Regions from separate parts of the Sus scrofa genome. Here region 2 is linked to region 1. Evidence: chromatin contacts called from public Hi-C data. All regions are on one chromosome and are shown on one strand. The core of a region is the stretch at or near the end of the contact, and the rest is flanking DNA. Distances in the headings are between cores, read along the strand shown. Region 1 holds the start of BCR (breakpoint cluster region protein). Region 2 overlaps BCR (breakpoint cluster region protein).

The links. A called contact is a pair of places that touch in the nucleus more often than the background predicts.
Region 2: a Hi-C map of omental adipose tissue shows a contact between it and region 1, with 2.5 times the contacts expected there. The contact joins the enhancer-like site here to the promoter of BCR in region 1. A contact is called at or near these places in 1 of 5 promoter capture datasets (liver), 20 of 47 Hi-C or Micro-C datasets (adipose tissue, alveolar macrophages, blood and 13 more) and 2 of 2 datasets of contacts at active chromatin or transcription factors (alveolar macrophages and skeletal muscle).

The regions. Positions count from the first base shown.
Region 1 is chr14:49,206,208-49,210,838 of Sscrofa11.1, forward strand. BCR (breakpoint cluster region protein) reads left to right here and starts at 2,455. Exons shown (of 23, transcript XM_021074056.1): 1 at 2,455-3,860. The coding sequence starts at 2,555.
Region 2 is chr14:49,284,428-49,289,058 of Sscrofa11.1, forward strand. BCR (breakpoint cluster region protein) reads left to right here. Exons shown (of 23, transcript XM_021074056.1): 9 at 3,245-3,366. Among named protein-coding and RNA genes, the nearest start is that of SPECC1L, 46 kb to the right of the region's middle. Within about 2 kb of position 1,919, at least 18 of the 83 cell types and tissues checked have an H3K27ac peak or open chromatin away from gene starts, as enhancers often do. A contact at or near this core is called in omental adipose tissue, where this site is marked.

The DNA.
Region 1 (4,631 bases), core at 1,205-3,704:
ATCCGACAAGGAACTGTGAGGTTGCAGACTCCATCCTTGGCCTCACCCAGTGGGTTAAGGATCTGGCGTTGCCGTGAGCTGAGGTGTAGGTCTCAGACGTGGCTCGGATCTGGTGTTGCTGTGGCTGCAGCATAGGCCCGCAACTGTAGCTCCAATTCGAACTCTAGCCTGGGAAACTCCATATGCTGCAAGTGTGGCCCTAAAAAGCAAAAAAACAAAACAAAACAAAAACAAAAAACAAAAAAACCTCCTCTTCAGGAAAGGAACAGAGAAACCCAGGGTGGGAGTGCTTTCAGGGACAGCTCTGAGGATGAGAGGAATGACCTTGGAGCCAGAAGAAACTGTCCCATGGGGAGATAGCCACTATCTTACTGTGTCCTTCTGCCTAACAAGGCACTTGCTCTGCTGAAGAGAGTTTGCAAACTCAACCCAACAGTGTCAGAGTTCCTGATGTGAGCTTGTTGTGCGTACACTATTTAAGGTGGGCTGAGACAGAGCCTGCAAATCAGAGAAGGGACAGCTCACTGATAGAGGAAGGCCCCCCTCCCCACAAAGTATCCTTTTTTCCCTAGGTGCTTAATGATAATGTCCCTGATGAGCCCACAATTACCCCTGGAAACTGAAGGACCCTGTCAACAAGGGAAAAAAAGCAGTTTGTGCTTTGGGATTCTCCCTGCTGATGGCCAGGGAATGGGGTCCCAGAGTCCTGGGTTCTAGTCTGCCAGTAAGGTAGCTGATACCAATGGTGAGCTGCTGTGTGTTATGCCTTGTGAGGTCAGGGTTTTTTTACAGCTGTTTTAAAGAAATGGTCCTCAGAATATGGACACTGCTGGGATTCCAGCCTGGCTTTGCTGGCCCCAGAGTCAGGGCATCAGCTCCCATTTCCTCCCCTGCAGAAATGCTTTACAAGGGCCTTGTCAGCCTTGCAGAGGAGTGGGGGTGGGGGGGGGGGTACAGCAGGAGAGTGGAGAGCCTGCAGGGGGCTGCTGTGAGCTGAGCCTAGGGTTGTCAGCAAGTCCTGCCCCAGGGCTTTTCCTGCCACTCTCCCAGGGCATCAACATTAAAGAGCCATGAAAGGAACAGAGAGTGTTATCTGTTTGTCCCATCTGGCTGCTTTACATGCAGTGCTTATGACATGTAAGAGGGGCCCTCTCTTACATATGAGGACAGAACTTCAGCTCAGAGAGGGAAAGGGAATTGCCAAGGTCACAAAGCCTGGAGTGGGAGAGAGCTGAATCCCAGCCAGGCTGGCCTGGCTGCTGGCCCTGGGCTCTGTTCCTCTAGATTAGATGTCAGGGCATCCGTTCTGGGTGGCACTGAAACCTGGGGGAGGGTAAGATAACCTCTCACATCCATGCAGTGACAATAGTCCCCCACGGACTCCAACAGGGGGCTCCTGGCAACGCCCAGGAAACAGAGACGTGGGGTGGGAGGAGGGGCAGGACTCAAGCCTGGTTCTCTGGTTGACAAATCAAATCCTATTTCCTTTTCCCCTCACCCTGCCAGCTGATAGGGGTATTTTCATTTTGCACCCCCCAAATTCCCTCCAGTGACCCTTCTTGCTTTGTGTCTAGGATCGCTGGGCTTCCCTGGGGGATGAGAAAAGATTTTGTTTCACTACCCACTTGGGGTATCCTATCTTTCGCCCAGCCCCTTTCGACCCCCTTAGAGGCAGATTACACAGATAAATTCTAAGTCAGGCATCCCTGGGAGGAACTCCCAGCTTAGGCCCGCAGGAAGGGAGACCTGGGTGTTAGGTGGCCTCAGGGAGAAATCCCTATTGATTATCTCTGTGACAATCCTGTGTGGCAGATGTTGCTTCATCAACCAACCCGTTGGCACCGCTGGCTCCGCACTGGGCAGGGCCCCGCTGGGGGCGCGCTCAGCCCTGACGCCAGCGAGGGGTCGGCGGGCTGGGTAGCAATGAAGACCCGGGATTCCTGTCCCAGGAAGGCAGAACTCGCTGTCCAGGCCTCAGTTTCCCCAAGCGCGGGAACGCCGGCAGTGCCGCAACTGGGTGGGGGAGCGGCCCCTTTAAGAGGCCCTCCCGCTCCGTCCGCCGCGCCGCGGCCACCGCCCCCCGGCCCTCCCCTTCCTGCGGCGGCGAGTGCGGGCCGGGCGCGAGTGCGGCGAGAGCCGGCGGGCAGAGCGCAACGCGGGGAGGGGGTGGCCGGGCGCGGCGCGGGAACCCGAGGAGCAGCGCGCGAGCAGCGGCCATGGGCTAGCGGCCCCGGCGGAGCGGAGGCAGTGCCCGCCCCGCGCGCTGGGAGCCCCGCACACAATAGCAGCGCGCGCAGCCCCGCGCCCTTCCCCCGCCCCGCGCGCGCGCGCGCCGCGCCCGCCCCGCGCCCCGCCCCACGCCGGGGGAGCCGGGCCGCAGCTTCACCTGCCGCCCCGGAGGGGGCGGGCATTGTTCACCCCCCGCTGCTGCCGCCGCCCCGCCGGGGGAATGGGGGCCACCCGGCTCTCCGGGCCGGGCCTGGCGAGGCCGCCGCGTCGCCGCTAAGCCGGGCCCCGCGCGCAGCCGGCTAGCGCAGGTGAGGCCGGCAGCGCCATGGTGGACCCGGTGGGCTTCGCCGAGGCGTGGAAGGCGCAGTTCCCGGACTCGGAGCCGCCGCGCATGGAGCTGCGCTCAGTGGGAGACATCGAGCAGGAGCTGGAGCGCTGCAAGGCCTCCATCCGGCGCCTGGAGCAGGAGGTGAACCAGGAGCGCTTCCGCATGATCTACCTGCAGACGCTGTTGGCCAAGGAGAAGAAGAGCTATGACCGACAGCGCTGGGGCTTCCGGCGCGCCGCGCAGCCCCCCGACGGCGCCGCGGAGCCCCGCGCGCCGCGCCTCCCGCCTGCGCCCGCCGACGGCGCCGACCCTCCTCCAGTGGATGAGCCCGAGGCGCGGCCCGACGGGGAGGGCTCCCCGGGCAAGGCCAGGCCGGCGGCTACGCGCAGGCCTGGGGCCGCCGCTCCCGCGGACCGCGACGACCGCGGGCCCCCCACCAGCGTGGCGGCGCTGCGCTCCAACTTCGAGAGGATCCGCAAGGGCCCCAGCCAGCCTACTGCGGCAGACACCGAGAAACCCTTCTACGTGAACGTCGAGTTCCACCACGAGCGCGGCCTGGTGAAGGTCAACGACAAAGACGTGTCGGACCATATCAGCTCCCTGGGCAGCCAGGCCATGCAAATGGAGCGCAAGAAGTCCCAGCAGAGCGCCGGGTCCGGCCCAGTGGACGTGTCCAGGCCCTCCTACCGTGGACGCACCTCTGAGAGCGGTTGCGGCCTCGATGGCGACTACGAGGACGCTGAGTTGAACCCACGCTTCCTAAAGGACAACCTGATCAATGCCAATGGCGGCGGCAGGCCCCCCTGGCCGCCCCTGGAGTACCAGCCCTACCAGAGCATCTACGTCGGGGGCATGATGGTGGAAGGGGAGGGCAAGGGCCCGCTCCAGCGCAGCCAGAGCACCTCGGAGCAGGAGAAGCGCCTTACCTGGCCCCGCAGATCCTACTCCCCTCGGAGCTTTGAGGACAGCGGAGGCGGCTACACCCCAGACTGCAGCTCCAACGAGAACCTTACCTCCAGCGAGGAGGACTTCTCCTCCGGCCAGTCCAGCCGCGTGTCCCCGAGCCCCACCACCTACCGCATGTTCCGGGACAAGAGCCGCTCGCCCTCGCAGAACTCTCAACAATCCTTTGACAGCAGCAGCCCCCCTACGCCCCAGTGCCAGAAGCGGCACCGGCAGGGCCAGGTGGTTGTGTCGGAGGCCACCATTGTAGGTGTCCGCAAGACGGGACAGATCTGGCCCAGCGATGGGGACAACTTGTCCGGCAGGCTGCCTCAGGACAGCGCCTTCCACGGAGACGCAGGTGGGTACCTCCACCACCTTGGTGGACACACCTGCCCCTGGCTGGAAATCATTGAGTGCTTGGGAATCCGGGGAGGAACAGGTAGATACTTGGGGGAGTGATTTTCAGATGCTGTTGTGGACTGGAAGCATTCACACTGATCCTGTGCCTGAACAAACTCCATCCCACCCTCTTCCTGATTGCAGATTCCCAGTGTGGGAGGAGTGGTGCTGGGGATGGTAGATGGCTCCTGTCTTTGGTTCTGGAGCCCTGTGCTTCTCACGACCATACTCTCTGTGGGTCAGGACCAGGATGCTCTGGGCCGTCACCTCCTTGTCCTCTGATCCCACCACTGGCGCACAGAGATGGTATACAGAGAGGGTCACCTCTGCCGCCTGGATGGATGCTTTTAGCTGGGATTGAGCTGTGTCTTGGGCAGTCCCTGCCACCTGTCCTGGGAGAGTTAGTTATGTGACACGTTTGGGGAACCAAAGATGTTCCAGTTGCTCCCAGGCCATAGGAGTGTCGGTTCGCAGCTCCTGCACAAGTCAGTGCAGGTGAAAATATGCATTAGGAGGAAGTGAGGCGACAGGCAGTTCTGACTCAGTGGGCCACTGAGGATCCACGGGGTGAAGATTTTATCCGGGGCTGGAGCAGAGCCACACCCGTCCTGATCACCCATCATTACTCACCCCTGTATGTCTCACCCCAGCTCCATTTTCGGATCCTTGCTTTCTAGTCTTCCCAAGGACTTCTGCTTACTGGCACTTATTTTGGGCTCCCAGTCCATGG
Region 2 (4,631 bases), core at 669-3,168, 78 kb after region 1:
CAGGAGGCCTGGGGGCCTGGTGGGTAGTGTTATCTGTTTGAGCAGAGAGTGGTCTCCTTTCTGGTTGGTGTCCCTACCCAGTTGTGGGGGGGCTTCCAAGGGGGAGTGTCGAGAAGGCAGTGGTGTTCGTTTCAGCTGGTGTGTCAACTCACCACCTGATGCCTTCCCTCCCACCACCGCTGCTCAGCTCCATGACACACACAGACACAGTACACATGAGGGGCATATCAAGGTACGCAGGGACACATAGAGAAACACAGCAACACACTCTTTTGCGCACACACACTGCTGTGGTCCCTGTGAGCCCACTCTTCCGTCACTACCCTCAGACTCTGTAGGTGCAGTGCTGTCCTGTCCTGGGGTCCAGCAGTGTCCAGGTCTCTCTCCCACCACTCCACCCCTGGGCCATTTGCTCTGAGTGAGACCCTAAATCAAAGGGATAGTTGCTCCAACCCCAGGACCTTACACCAGCTTTAGAGCAGAGCCCAGGTGCAGCGTGAGCCCTGCTCTGGCCTGCAACCCCAGAGGACCTGCCAGGCCGGGAGTCAGTGCTGGTTCTGAGAGCCAGGCAGGGCTGGTGGCCGGGTCACGGCCTCCTTCCTGGCTCTGGTCCTGTGGCCCCAGGCCAGAGCAGAAGCACAGGACACTGCAGGGGAGGCCTAGGTGATGTCCTCTCCATCCAGCAGCCTCTTTGGACCCCTCACTCAGAGACCATAGCGGCCACTCTCAGGGCCTCACACAGACCCACTGTTGACCTCTATCCCCTGCTGTCTCTCTGAACGAGAAGGAGGCATCTTACCAAGGGTTGGAGCCCCGGACTGCTACTCAGGTGGGACCACCAGCCTGGAGAGAGTGGCGCAGGCCTGGGAGACAGTGTGACGCCAGCCCCTCTGCCAGGGTCCATGCTCCCTTCCTGGATTTGTCAGCATTGTGGCTGGGGACCCTGTTTTCCCAGAGCTGGGAGACCCTTCCTGCACGTCGCCTGTCTGTGGGGCATTTTCTATTTGAGTCACTGCAGGACCCTGGCGTGAGCTGGGATTCAGAACCGAAGCCTGGGGCCTCCCTGGGATGGGGGGCGCTCATGACATGACAGGGAAGCTGGTGGTGAGGTCCTGCTGTGCTCGAAGGACAGCCATGCCGTCCACCCTCATGCTGTGCTCCATGCACAGCCCTCAGAGATGGGGTGCTGCACAGAGTAGGATCAAAACTTTGTGGGCTGGGAGTTTCTCCTGGAAAGACTAGGATTTGCACAGGAAGGATGTGTGGGTTGGGGCCCAGCAACTGAGTCCACAGGGCTGCCGTCTGAGCACAAGGGGCTCTATGTCCACTAACAGGGAGGGGTAGGCCTACAGACCACCACAAGTGCCAGGGTGACCCTGGTGGTCTCTGGAGGATGAAGGTGGTGCCCAAGGTGGGGCTAAGGTCAAATATGTGAGTGGCAGGACCTAGTAAGGGGAAGGGGAGGGCCCACTGGGGGCTCCGTTGTGGCTGGGACCCCAGCAGATTCTGACCTGCCAGAAGGGGGATGAGTCCATGTCTGAGCTGGACATAGGGCGCCCTCTGCTGGCAGCAGGCAGAAGCTCAGCCCCTTTGTGTAGGGAAAAGGCCTGCAGTTTCCCCTAACGGAGGTCCTTGGGTCCTGCCTCCTGGTCTGGAAGACCCTCTGCCACGTCCCTGCTGAGGAGGCATTTGCCCATTCGTCCCTCGAGGACCTCAGTGTCCCGGGACCTTTCCCAGACCTGCCCCCCCACCAGTGCAGACCCCTCAGTCAGGCTGCCTGGGTACCCACCACTGCCTGGCAGTATCTCCAGGGGTACACACTTCTGTGTTTCCCATGGGTGCAGATGTAGGCCGGGCCTCTGCCCACAGCAGGCAGGCGAGGACAGTGACGATGAGTCATGGCCTTGGCACGCGGGCAGCCCTCCTGCCCTTCCACTTACAGTCTGGTAGGCACCGGCAGCTCCTGCATAAATCATCTGCTCTCTGAGCCAGGGGCTGGCGGCCGCCGTGAGCTGAGCTTCAGGTGACAGTGACGTGGGAGTATTAGTGGAGGGCCTCAGCCCAGGCTGCAGTGTATCTGGGGGACTCCTGCAGAGAGCGTGGGGGAGTTCAGGGAGGCACAGTCTCCCTGAAAAGAATCTCCGGCTGCATGTGAGAGTGGAGCCAGGGGCCCAGACTTGGCAGGGGTGCAGTGAGGGGCTGTGAGTCTTGGCCTACTGTGGTGTGCATGTCTGACCCTCCGGATGCGTGAGGGCCTGGGAGTTGCCCTCTCTGGGGTTCCTTCCCTGAGGGGCCCCTAGTCTCGCCTCCTGGGCTGTGGGGTCCCAAGGGTAGTGACCACTGAGTGTCCCCACTCACTGTCTGGTGTTGCTCCCTGAGGCTCAGGCTTCTCGTCTGCAGAATGGCACAAGGACCCACCCACGGGGTGTTATGGGGTCACATCATTGACCAGGCACAGCATCCCCCAAGGCGGTAGGGCAGCCTCTCATCCTGTCTCCGTGTCCTCAGCCCTGTTTGTTGGCTGAATTGCCTGCTAATGTCCATGTGCCCTGGAGCTCTGCAAGCCAGTGGGACTGTCCCTTGGTCTTTCAGGTGAAGCCTCCAGGGACAGGGAGGAGCAGCACTTGCTGGGGGTTTGTGCCTCCAGTTCCCGGCTCATCTGAGGCCACCTCAAGGTCCGGCTGCAGTGTTGGATGGGCATCAGAGGTGTAACCTCTGTGTGAGCCCCTGCCCATCAGTGGGCACTGACCCCAGGCAGCCTAGAAAGCCCTCAGCTCCAGGCCCAGCCCTTAGCATGACCTCCAGGCCTGCCCCCCTCAGAGTTCTTCCGGTCTGTCTCCTTCCCACTCACCTAGCTGCCCATCTGTGCCTGGAGCACCAAGTTCTTCTCACCTGTGCCCTGACAGTCCCTGTACCAGAATGTTCCCTCTTCATGTGGCCAGCTTCTTGCCTGTTCTGGGTCTCTGGTGTGTGCTGGGGAGGCATGGCCCCCCACTGAGGGTCTCTTTCCCCCTACCGTCCTCACAGCAGACAATCACCTTGACTGCCACATGGCCTCCAGTCCACTGGCCATTACCCTGTCTGCTCACCCTCCTCCACCAGCCATGGACGCAGGGGCTCAGGAACTTTGTGGAACAAAGAGCAAGGGTGTAGTGTGTGTGTGTTTAAAGTGGATGAGCTAAAAGTGGGGGTGGGGGTGGAGGCCTGGCTGCCCCTGCCCTGACCAGCCCCTGCCCGCCCACAGCACCGGCAGCTGCTGAAGGACAGCTTCATGGTGGAGCTGGTGGAGGGGGCCCGCAAGCTGCGGCATGTCTTCCTGTTCACCGACCTGCTCCTGTGCACCAAGCTCAAGAAGCAGAGTGGAGGGTGAGTGAGCCGGCCCCCACCAGATGCACAGTCCCAGGGGGCTCAGGGCAGCTTCTCTAGGAGGAGACCTAGTGTTCTTTGCAGCGAGCCTGGAGAGGTTGGAACCCTGTGGCCAGGCCGTTCCCATTAAGCTACGTTCTAGGACTTCCCACCATGGCTCAGGGGTAACGAATCCAACTAGTATCCATGAGGATTCAGGTTCGATTCCTGGCCTAGTTCAGTGGGTTAAGTATCCAGTGTTGCGGTGAACTGCAATGTCAGTCTCAGACATGGCTCAGATCTGGTGTGGCTGTGGTGTAGGCTGGCAGCTACAGCTCCGGTTCGACCCCTAGCTGGAACTTCCATATTCTGTGGGTATGCCCGACCCCAGGAAAAAAAAGAAAAAGAAAAAGAAAAAAAAGCTATGATCTCTTTCCAACCAGACGTGATGCCAGGCTCAAGGTCAAAGTTCATCATTAACAATCTGGAGACATTCTGGGTCAAGGTGGGTGACCAGGCTGTTGTCTTTAACAGTGAAAGGGGAATCCATGATTTCAGGTGCTGTTGGGGGGCTGTCGCATTGTGATCTGTCAGGGAGGAGTGAGTGACAGGTCAGGGTCTAGTGCAGGGGGTGCTGGACAGTGGCTGCCCCTCCCCTGCCCTCAGCAGGCATCACTAGACGATCCCTGCACTTTGTCTTCCTAAGGTCGCGGTATCTTCTAAGTGATTCTCAGTTTTGGCCTGCAGACCCCCCCACCACCCGCCCCACACCCGCAGGGATCAGACCACCCGGGTTGCAGGGTTTGGAAGGCAGGAAAGAAGATCACAGTAGGAATGACCAGAACTGAACTCAGCCCATTCAGCTGTTCCATGCCAAGTGGACTTAATCGGAGGAAAGCCTCAGTTTCCCCATCTGTCAAGGGAAGGGTTACAACTGGGTAGATTTGCAGCCCCTCAAACTCTGCAGCCCTGGGGGTGACAGCAGTCCTGTCCTGAGTGTCATTGACAGCCTTGATGCTCTGCTGCACCACGGAGCCTATGAACTCCACTGTCAGCACAGGGTTAGGGTAGGTGGGGGCTTGTTAGACCCCTGGGCTTGAGTCGCATGTGCATAGTACCCCTTCCAAGGGGTACCAAGGCTGGGTCCCCAGTGGCTCCCTATGGTCTTATCTTAACCTATCTTAGGGACCATGAGCAGCATTTGAAGGTCGGGTAAACTTTGTGGCCATGAACTTGGGGTTCCCCAAACTCAAAAGCAGTGACTTAAGCAAAGGAAAGTGGTCAGC